Linked DNA regions of Mus musculus: regions 1 and 3 are each linked to region 2. The links are chromatin contacts, called in public HiChIP or PLAC-seq maps. All regions are on one chromosome and are shown on one strand. Each heading gives the region's core, a stretch centred on a gene start, on an enhancer-like site or on the middle of the called end of the contact. The rest is flanking DNA. Distances are from core to core; before and after follow the strand shown.

Region 1 (3,228 bases), core at 381-2,880, 84 kb before region 2:
ACCTGAGTTGGATACCAGAACTTGCATGGGGAAAGGAGAGAACCAAGTCCTCTGACAGTCACTTTCACATGGACATTCACAAATACATGTACACACACATGTGTACACACATGCACACACACACATACATGTGCACACACATACTCATACATGTGCACACACATGCACACACACAAATGTATTTTCCAATTATTTATTTATTTTATGTGTATGAGTACATGGTAGCTGTCTTCAGAAACACCAGAAGAGGGCATCAGGTCCCATTGCAGATGGTTATGGACCACCATGTGTTTGCTGGGAATTGAACTCAGAACCTCTGGAAGAGCAGTCAGTGCTTTTAACCACTGAGCCATCTCTCCAGCCCCTAAATGTAATCTTTAAGGTAGTGATGAACCATGCTTAAAGCCTCAATATATGTAACCTTTCTATTCTCCTAGTTGTAACCCTGAAGTTTCCTGATGGGTAAAAAGCCAGATCTCAGTCCACCCTGCTACCCTGTGACCTATAGCTTTACCTTACCCCAGTGCAAATCCTACCCATGGACTCTGGAGCCTCTGTATTATCTCATTTATAGAAGAGAGTGAGGAAGATAAAGGGGCAGATGACGCCCCTTGGAAAGTCTTTGAGCACAGCAGTTTCAATGGCCTCCTAACCCCTGCATGCACCTATAGCTATGACTCTTCAGAAGCCCACACACTCACTTGAATATGTCTATCTCGTTGCTCTAAGTGCTTCTCTTCTGCAAACTCCAATCCTTACGTATATATCCAAGTCTCTTGTTGATACATAGTCTCCCTGGGATTCTTTCTGCAGTTGGGACCCCCTGGGATGGGGGTCTCTGGCGAGAATCCCTCAGCCACTTCAGGTGCCACACCTTCTAATTCAACTTAGAGGATAGCAGTTCAGTTCAGAGATCTAAAAGTCCAGTGAACTCCTGGGAGAAGGAAGCTTGAGAAACCCACTGGAGTGTCTATTTTATGACAGTCAGACACAGATGGGGGCACCTGGGTCGTTGTCCTTTTGTGTGTAAGTTCTGGGGCCCATTCTAAAGAAATCCCAAATTGCAAGGCCTCAGATTGCAGATCCAGGCAGGGTCCAGCAAGTTTGAGCCAGTTTAGGAACCTCTCCAGCAAGGGTCTGACAACTCTGAGGACAGAGACGCAGCCCTCAAGAAAGTATAGTGTTTCAGATGAAAGCTAAAAGAATGATAACTCTCAGGACTCATGCATTCTGAGGGACATCTGATCATCCTCTCAAGCGCTTGCTCTTTTTAAACTTCATCATGCTTTTAATCTCCAACGGTCTTATCCAGATAAGTGAGCTTCCTGGACTACTCCTGCCTTCTGCACAAAGAACCAAGCCATAATAATAAACACCTGAATCTGACCATGCCTGAAGGCCTCCTCCCCAAAGCCCAGAGCTACAATCACAAAATGAACACACACACACACACACACACACACACACACACACACACACACACGCACACACAGAGTCCCTTGTAACAGGTCCCCAGACCTTAGCATGGCTGATGCCATCAGGGAAGTACCATTCAGACCATGGGACCCAGCACATAGGCAGTATCATCTGTCAAAAGGAGAACAAAGACCTATTCCATCGGCATCGATGGTTCTGGGAAAGTCCCTACATGTGCTAACCTTGCTCTTTGGCTCTGTAGTTCTACTTCTGCCTAACTGTTCTTACTGAGGTGTGTTGTTAACCCAGGATGTGGTTTTGGTTTGTGCTTAAAAATAAAAGCTCACCCTGAGAAAGGTTCAGGACTGCACTGAAGTCCCTAACACCCAGTGTAGTCACTGGCCAGCTAATAAAGACTTGCTATTAAGCCTCATATGGTCTACAGAGGGAGTTTTAGGGCAGCCAAGGCTATAGAGAGAAACCCTGTCTCAAAAGAACAAAACAAACAAACAAACAACTTGCTATTGACTTGAACCCACGTCTGAGAATAGTCTTCTCTGGTGGATACCAAATGTCTGTCTCTCTCTCTCTCTCTCTCTCTCTCTCTCTCTCTCTCTCTCTCTCCCTCCCTCCCTCCTTCCCTCTCTCCCACCTTCCCTTCCATCCCTCCCTCCTTTTCTCCCTCCTTCTTCCTGCTTTCAGTTACAATGGCCTTCTCGTCTTCAAAACAATCCTGTAAGAATTACAGGAAGGTTTTATTACAAACTGAAGCATCCTGAAGAAAATCCTTCTTGCTATCTGTCTTAGTCAGGGTTTCTATTCCTGCACAAACATCATGACCAAGAAGCAAGTTGGGGAGGAAAGGGTTTATTCAGCTTACACTTCCATACTGCTGCTCATCACCAAGGAAGTCAGGACTGGAGCTCACACAGGTCAGGAAGCAGGAGCTGATGCAGAGGCCATGGAGGGATGTTCTTTACTGGCTTGCTTCCCCTGGCTTGCTCAGCCTACTGTCTTATAGAACCAAGACCACCAGCCCAGAGATGGTCCCACCCACAAGGGGCCTTTCCCCCTTGATCACTAATTGAGAAAATACCTTACAGTTAGATCTCATGGAGGCATTTCCTCAACTGAAGCTCCTTTCTCTGTGATAACTCCAGCTGTGTCGAGTTGACACAAAACTAGCCAGTACACTATCAAAGTATCTGAGGCCAGATCCGAGCTATAGGGGTGTTGATCACTGCACAGGCAGAGACAGGAGGGCCCTGGAGTTCACTGGCCAGCCAATCAGTGAGGGAGACCTTGTCTCAGAAAATAAGGTGGACAGACATTGAGGAAGACTCATGGATCCTCCTAGAAGCTCAAGGCATTGTCACAAGTCAAATTCATCCCAAGTGTGTCACCTGGCCCGGCCACTGTCACTGCTCTACTGCTCTGCCACACAGCATTCCTTGAGTCTCCATTGCTTCTCCTTATGATGTAATGGTCCCCTGGGACCTAAAGCTCATCGCCACCAACCAGTGCCACAAACAGGATCCTGAGTCATATTGCTAGCTCAGGAACAAATCCCCAAATCAAAACTCCCAATCTGATTCCTATGGGATGTTCTTCTGCTTCATACACCATGGTAAAACCAAATCACTGAGAGCCAGACACCACTGGCATAATATTTAGCTTGGAAAGCGGTGCCTACCTGTAACCCCAGCACTCAGGAGGCTAGGACCAGAGAGGACAGGCCAAGTTATGCAGAGAGATCCTGCCAATCAATCACCAATCAATCACCCAGGATTTTTTTATTAATTTTTTATTAGG
Region 2 (3,034 bases), core at 519-3,018:
AAATGAGCTGATGAGATGGCTCAGTGGGTAGGAGCACCCGACTGCTCTTCCGACAGTCCGGAGTTCAAATCCCAGCAACCACATGGTGGCTCACAACCATCCATAATGAGATCTGACTCCCTCTTCTGGAGTGTCTGAAGACAGCTACAGTGTACTTACATATAATAAATAAATAAATAAATAAATCTTTAAAAAAAACTTTCAATAATAAAAATCAGGACTCTCCCCGCCCCCAACGCAAAAAAAAACAAACAAACAAAAAAAAAAAAAAAAACAAAAAACAAAAAAAAAAAACAGCTCATATTTGTGTAATGCCATTAATCTAAAATCCTAAGAAAGGTAGCAACAGAACCGTGGTCGGAGGGAAAGCAGAGGACTGGTAAGACCAAGCTGAGGGAAACCTCACCAGGAGTCGTGGATATGTTCATTATCTTGACTGCTGTAATGGTCTCAAGTATACGCATAAGTCAAGGTTTAATCAAACTGTCCGCCGAATCAGGTGCAACTTATCTCAATAAAAATGTTGGTTTTTTTGTTTTGTTTTGTTTTGTTTTTTGTTTTTGTTTTTCGAGACAGGGTTTCTCTATGTAGCCCTGGCTGTCCTGGAACTCGCTTTGTAGACCAGGCTGGCCTCGAACTCAGAAATCTGCCTGCCTCTGCCTCCCAAGTGCTGGGATTAAAGGCGTGCGCCACCACGTCGGGCTTAAAGCTGATTTTAAAACTAAACAAGTCCTTATAGTGTGATCCGGCCTGTAACCCCAGCGCTAAAGGGGTTGAGATAAAGGGGAAATGTACACTGGATGCTAACCTGGGCAACACAGTGAGAGACTTGCACCTCTTACCAGGTAACATGCCACAATGTACTTCATCCTGAAAACTCAATTTGGTCATGTTTAGGAAAGGGATTCCACCACCCACCTCGTACCACTGCGGTACGCGTTAAGCTGGCTTCTAGTAAGAGCAAAGTCAATGTCACTAATGGAGTCTCGTTACCCTGAAGTGGAAACTCACTCATTCGCCTCCAATCTAAGCTTCAAATCCTGTCCTGTGACGAGCACGTTATTCCCGAGCCTCAGTTTCCACATTCGTCAAACAGAGGGGACAATCCCACGGCCAGATACGGTTCCCTTTCCTCCCACCTTTCAAAGCAAAGATCACAGTGGGGAGGGAACACTCCCAGCCGCTGCAGAGAGCTTCAGTTTTCCCACTTCTGGCACTTGGGGGCGAGGGCGAAGACGCAAAAAGGGGGCACCTGAAAGGGTCCTGTGTGAAGGCCCCGCGGTGGCCCGGGCGCCTCCCCGAGCGCGCGGGGTTATTTCGGAATCCCCAGGAGGCGACGCTCATGAGGCAATGGGTCAGGAATGCGGCGGCCGGCCGGGGCCGCGGGTGTCCCCACGGGCATCCCGGGCCGCGGGAGCAGGAACTCGGGGCGGCAGGAAATGAATGGGGACCCGCGGGCGGGGCGGCGGGGAAGCCAAGCCGACGGGGAGTCCCCGGTGTGACCCCCGGCGGCCCGCGCAGTCCAGAGGCAGCGGGGACCCAGGCCGCGGCCCGGCCCCTGCGGGCGGCTCACCTCCGCGATGTCATGTTCCTCCCGTCTCCGGCTCCGCACGGACCCGCTGCTCGCTCAGGCTCCGCGGGGTACCGTCACATGGAGGGGGCCCGAGCGAGGCCCCGCTCCGGAGCCGACACGGGTGCGGGCAGAGCCGGCCGGCCGCGCGCGCACAACCCCCTGCCAGGCCTGGATCCCGGACACTGCGCGGCCGCCCCGCCGCCCGGCTCGCTCCGCCCTCGCCCGCGCCCCCGCCCCTGGCCGCCGGCGCCTGCGTGACGTCATCGCGCGCCGCCGCCACGGCCACTATCTGCTTCCGGTTTGCGGGGCCCTGAGCAGTGCTAGGGAGTTTGGTGTGGGATTCCTCCTCTGAATCGGTGCGGCTACACCCGTGAACGCCTGGACGATTCTTCTAAACGGGGACGTCGCACATAGGTGCGAGGACACAATACACAATATGCATCCAGGGCGGCTGCACACGGGAAAAGAAGCAAACAAATAAGGGAGGGGGAACACGAGTTCGATTCCCAACACCTACCTGTATGGGGCAGCCCACAACCTTCTGTAAATTTGGTTCTACCGGATCCGCCGTTCTCTTCTTGTGGCTCCTCGGGCACTGCACTCACGGGCACATATCCATACACATAATGTTTTATGATTTACTCCTTTTGCCCGGCAAGGTGGCGTACGCCTTTAATTCCAGCACTAGGTAGGCAATAGCAAGTGGATCACTGTGAAATCGAGGCCAGCCTGGTCTGTATAGTGAGTTCCAGGACATCTAAGTAGGGAGACCCTGTCAAAAAGAAATATATATTACTTTTTTTTTTTTTTTTTTTGGTTTTATGAGACGGTTTCTCTGTGTAGCCCTGGCTGTCCTGGAACTCACTCTGTAGACCAGGCTGGCCTCAAACTCAGAAATCTGCCTGCCTCTGCCTCCCGAGTGCTAGGATTAAAGGCATGCGCCACCACGCCCGGCTAGAAATATATATGTATATATATATATATTACTTTGTATTTTTTAATGTTTAGTGTATTAGTGGTTGCCTTGCATGTAAGTATGTGTGTAACTGCATGAGTGCCTAGAGCCCAAGATCTGAAAAGAACAACAGTTCCTGGAACTGGAGTTACAGGCAGTTGTAAGCTGTCATGTGGGTGCTGGAAACAAAACTTAAGACCTCTGAAAAAGCACTCAGTATTCTTAACTGCTGAGCCATCTCACCAGCCTCTCCCGTTGAATATTTTTTGTTTTGTTTGTTTATGAGAAAAGAGACAACCTATGTACCACGGCCATACTTTTACAACTTGAACTAAAATTAACACAAATGTTTTTTGCAGTTTCACCCATACCGGGATTAGCAATCCTAACAAGTGATCCTTTTTCTAAATTAAGAAATCTGACCTTTTCACTTCAAAGAAACACTTCATAACTTCTCCTTCCAAATGTCCAAATTGTTAGTACCAGTACGCTGCTACGGGGGTTGG
Region 3 (2,936 bases), core at 131-2,630, 80 kb after region 2:
AAGTGCTCTTACCCACTGAGGCATCTCTCCAGCTTGAGATTTATTCATGTTTTAGAATGGTTGTTGGTTGGTGTGTGTGACAGATTTACAAGGTGGCAGTGTGTCCTGGCCTGGGGAAGCCCCCAAGTCACTGCTAACTCACTTAAGGCTCCTCCCAGCTGTGCCATTTTTTGAGGTCAGCAGCCATTCACCTCCCTGAGCTGCCTGGCTGAGAATTGCTAACCAGCCATGCCAGGAACCCAGTGAGGGCATAGGCTTCCTTACAGACTATACAGGAGACCCTTCCCCTAGTCTCCTCTGAGTCTGCTCACTGTAGACCTTCCTCAGGGCCAGGAGCAGTTGAGGCAGAGATGCATACAACAGGTGGAGTGGCTAGATACTCAAGTGAGGGTGTCTGCCCTTCCCAACTCCTCTGTGAGGGATTAGTTAACAGACCAAGGGATAACCCTTTCTGCAAGGGTGTGCAGCTGAACTCTACAAGATGGTGGCTGCTTGGCTCAGTGCAGTCGCCCCCCACACTTAAGGATCTGCCAACTAAGTCCTCGTGCCCTAACCCTGCTCTTCCTTGCTGCTCACTGATGCTTTGTCGTCTCAGCTTGCAAAGCACTGCATGTACTGAGAGACAGTTTTACATTAGCTATTGATTCCTCTGAGGGCCAGATGGATAATGCTTTTGAACACCAGCTTAAGGGGATTGATTTTTGTCTCGGATGCTTTTACAGAGTTATATTTAGAGTTGTGTAGCATAAATAGAGCATGGGGGTTGGGTAGAACAATGCAGTAAGGAGGGGGTGTGTTAAATTTTAGGGGCAAAGGGGGACTTTAGAAATGCAAGGCAGGAGTGAGACACTGAGACTGGGGGACATGGCTTAAGGCAGATGTAGTAGAGAAAACGGGGTGTTACCACAGAGGTGTTTGAGGGAGGGCCTATGGGGAATGCCTTCTCAGTGCTGGGGTGTTGTGTGACCAAGGCTGTAGGCAGGCTCCTCTCAGGCAGGCATGAATGAGTTACTGTGCGGTCGTTTCAGAAAGGTGAGTATGCGCAGAGGCTAAACAGTGTAGTGTGCTCAGTTGGGGATGGCGGGGAGCTGGCTGCTAGTCAGGGACTGAGTTGGTGACTGAGGTCTGAGGAGGGGAATGGGCCAGCCCCAGACGGTCTCTGCACAGTGTGCCAGCTGATGTCTTGGATGCCAAAGGCAATGGTTTCTGGGAGCAGAGGTGTGGAGCTAGGAGGCAGGAGAGGAGGGGGCAGTGTCCTGGGCTCTGCTTACTAATGCAAAGTAAGTGCTCACAGACACAAGCTCGAGTAAGCGGATGCCATGGACAAAAACAGGGCTCCAGAGGGCGGCGGCCAAGGCCACCTGCAAGGGAGTCAAGGGCAAGGCGGAGCGGTGTCTCAGTCTTTAGGCTGCAGTGGGCTGTCCAGAGTTCTGCTCATGAGAGGTAGAGTTAAGAGGTAAACCTAGGAGGGGTCAGAAGCAGAGGGTGTGGGAGCAGAGTTGCATTTTGGGGGGGGGTGTTATTAGACCAAGGCAAGTCTTATAAAAAGCAACATTTAATTGGGGCTGGCTTACAGGTTCAGAGGTTCAGTCCATTATCATCAAGGTGGGAGCATGGCAGTATCCAGGCAGGCAAGGCGCAGGAGGAGCTGAGAGTTCTATGTCTTCATCCAAAGGCTACTAGTGGAAGACTGACTTCCAGGCAACTAGGGTGAGAATCTTATATCCACACCCACAGTGACATACCCATTCCAACCAGGTCACACCTATTACAACAAGGCCACACCTTCAGATGCCACTCCCTGTCCAAGGATATACAAACCATCACATTCTACTCCCTGGTCTCCATAGACTTGTTCAAAAACTTGAGTCTATGGGGGCCATACTTAAACATAGCATAATGCAAAATGCATTTAGTCCAACTTTCACAGTCCTCATAGTCTATAGCAGTCACAACAATGTTAAAAGTCCAAAGTTCAAGGTCTCTTCTGAGATTCATTCAACTTAATTAACTGTAATCCCCAAAGCAAGGCAGGAAACCAGCTGGGCAAACTCCAAACTCTGCATCTCCATGGCTGATGTCAAAGTGGTCTTCAGATCTCCACTCCTTTTTCATCTTTGTTGACTGCAACAAACTGTTTTCTCCTGGGCTGGCTCCACTCCCTGTTAGCAACTTTCCTCAGCATGTATCCCATGGCCCTGGGGCCATGATTTTTGGACTATACTTCTCAGTTGTGCCTTCTCTTGCCATTTGTATACCATCAGCCTTTCCTTCTGGACCCTGGCTTTGCTTTCTTTGGGCTTCTAAAGACTTGGTCCCTGGCACCCTCATTTCCTCAAGGGCCGTAGCAGCAGGCCAGGCTTGCTGACCTCCCTGCTGGGATGGATTTCTGAGGCCCTCCATGTCCAGGAGGCTAGGTTTGCAGGGCATTGGTTATACAGGCCTCCTGAGATAGAGCAACATTCTTAGATCATTGTTTTATAAATGCATTCTAACACACACATGAACATGCACATATGCTGTTGTGTGTATGGAGGCCGTGGGACAACTTGTGGCCATGGGTCCTTTCCTTCCACCGTGTGTCATCAGGTGTGGCAGCGAGGACCTTTACTTTCTGAGCTGCCTCACCAGCCCAGATCTGAGTCATTTGACAGTGAGTTGAAGCAGACTGTTCTGTGTTTAAGAAGAGAGACGAAGAGGACAGTAGAGAGGAGCCAGGACCCAGAGGCAATCTCAAGTGCCTGTGTGATACGCTGCTTCTTAGGAAGTTGCCAGCGGGGAACCTCGGGGTCTGGGCCTCGAGTTAGAGAGAAAACGAGGAAGAGAAACGATCTGGGCAACACCCTGAACCCTTAACTGTAAGGTAGGCTAGGGAAGGTTTTGAGAAAAGAAGGCAGCATCTCATGTGCAGCTCTGTAATCCCAGTGCTGGAAGTC

The links. HiChIP or PLAC-seq counts read pairs in DNA pulled down with a chosen protein or histone mark.
Region 1: an H3K4me3 HiChIP or PLAC-seq map of the SCID.adh cell line shows a contact between it and region 2, with 19 read pairs. The contact joins the enhancer-like site here to the promoter of Ptpn11 in region 2. A contact is called at or near these places in 1 of 39 promoter capture datasets (hippocampal neurons), 1 of 15 datasets of contacts at CTCF or cohesin (CD8 T cells), 4 of 484 Hi-C or Micro-C datasets (CD4 T cells, CD8 T cells, the MNK3 cell line and 1 more), 6 of 115 datasets of contacts at active chromatin or transcription factors (CD8 T cells, the SCID.adh cell line, effector CD8 T cells and 2 more) and 3 of 9 other capture datasets (adipose tissue, liver and pancreatic islet).
Region 3: an H3K27ac HiChIP or PLAC-seq map of embryonic stem cells shows a contact between it and region 2, with 8 read pairs. The contact joins the enhancer-like site here to the promoter of Ptpn11 in region 2. A contact is called at or near these places in 2 of 15 datasets of contacts at CTCF or cohesin (CD8 T cells and the G1E-ER4 cell line), 12 of 484 Hi-C or Micro-C datasets (CD8 T cells, the G1E-ER4 cell line, bone marrow-derived macrophages and 5 more), 14 of 115 datasets of contacts at active chromatin or transcription factors (the 230-238 cell line, the HPC-7 cell line, the SCID.adh cell line and 8 more) and 4 of 9 other capture datasets (adipose tissue, liver, macrophages and 1 more).

Annotation. Positions count from the first base shown.
Region 1 is chr5:121,105,486-121,108,713 of GRCm38.p6, forward strand. No RefSeq gene overlaps it. Among named protein-coding and RNA genes, the nearest start is that of Ptpn11, 84 kb to the right of the region's middle. Within about 2 kb of position 1,631, at least 68 of the 459 cell types and tissues checked have an H3K27ac peak or open chromatin away from gene starts, as enhancers often do. A contact at or near this core is called in CD8 T cells, the MNK3 cell line, the SCID.adh cell line and 3 more, where this site is marked.
Region 2 is chr5:121,189,629-121,192,662 of GRCm38.p6, forward strand. Ptpn11 (protein tyrosine phosphatase, non-receptor type 11) reads right to left here and starts at 1,769. Exons shown (of 16, transcript NM_001109992.1): 1 at 1,574-1,769. The coding sequence starts at 1,587.
Region 3 is chr5:121,269,926-121,272,861 of GRCm38.p6, forward strand. All of the region lies in intron 7 of Hectd4 (HECT domain E3 ubiquitin protein ligase 4), which reads left to right. Among named protein-coding and RNA genes, the nearest start is that of Gm52784, 12 kb to the right of the region's middle. Within about 2 kb of position 1,381, at least 15 of the 459 cell types and tissues checked have an H3K27ac peak or open chromatin away from gene starts, as enhancers often do. A contact at or near this core is called in embryonic stem cells and rod photoreceptor, where this site is marked.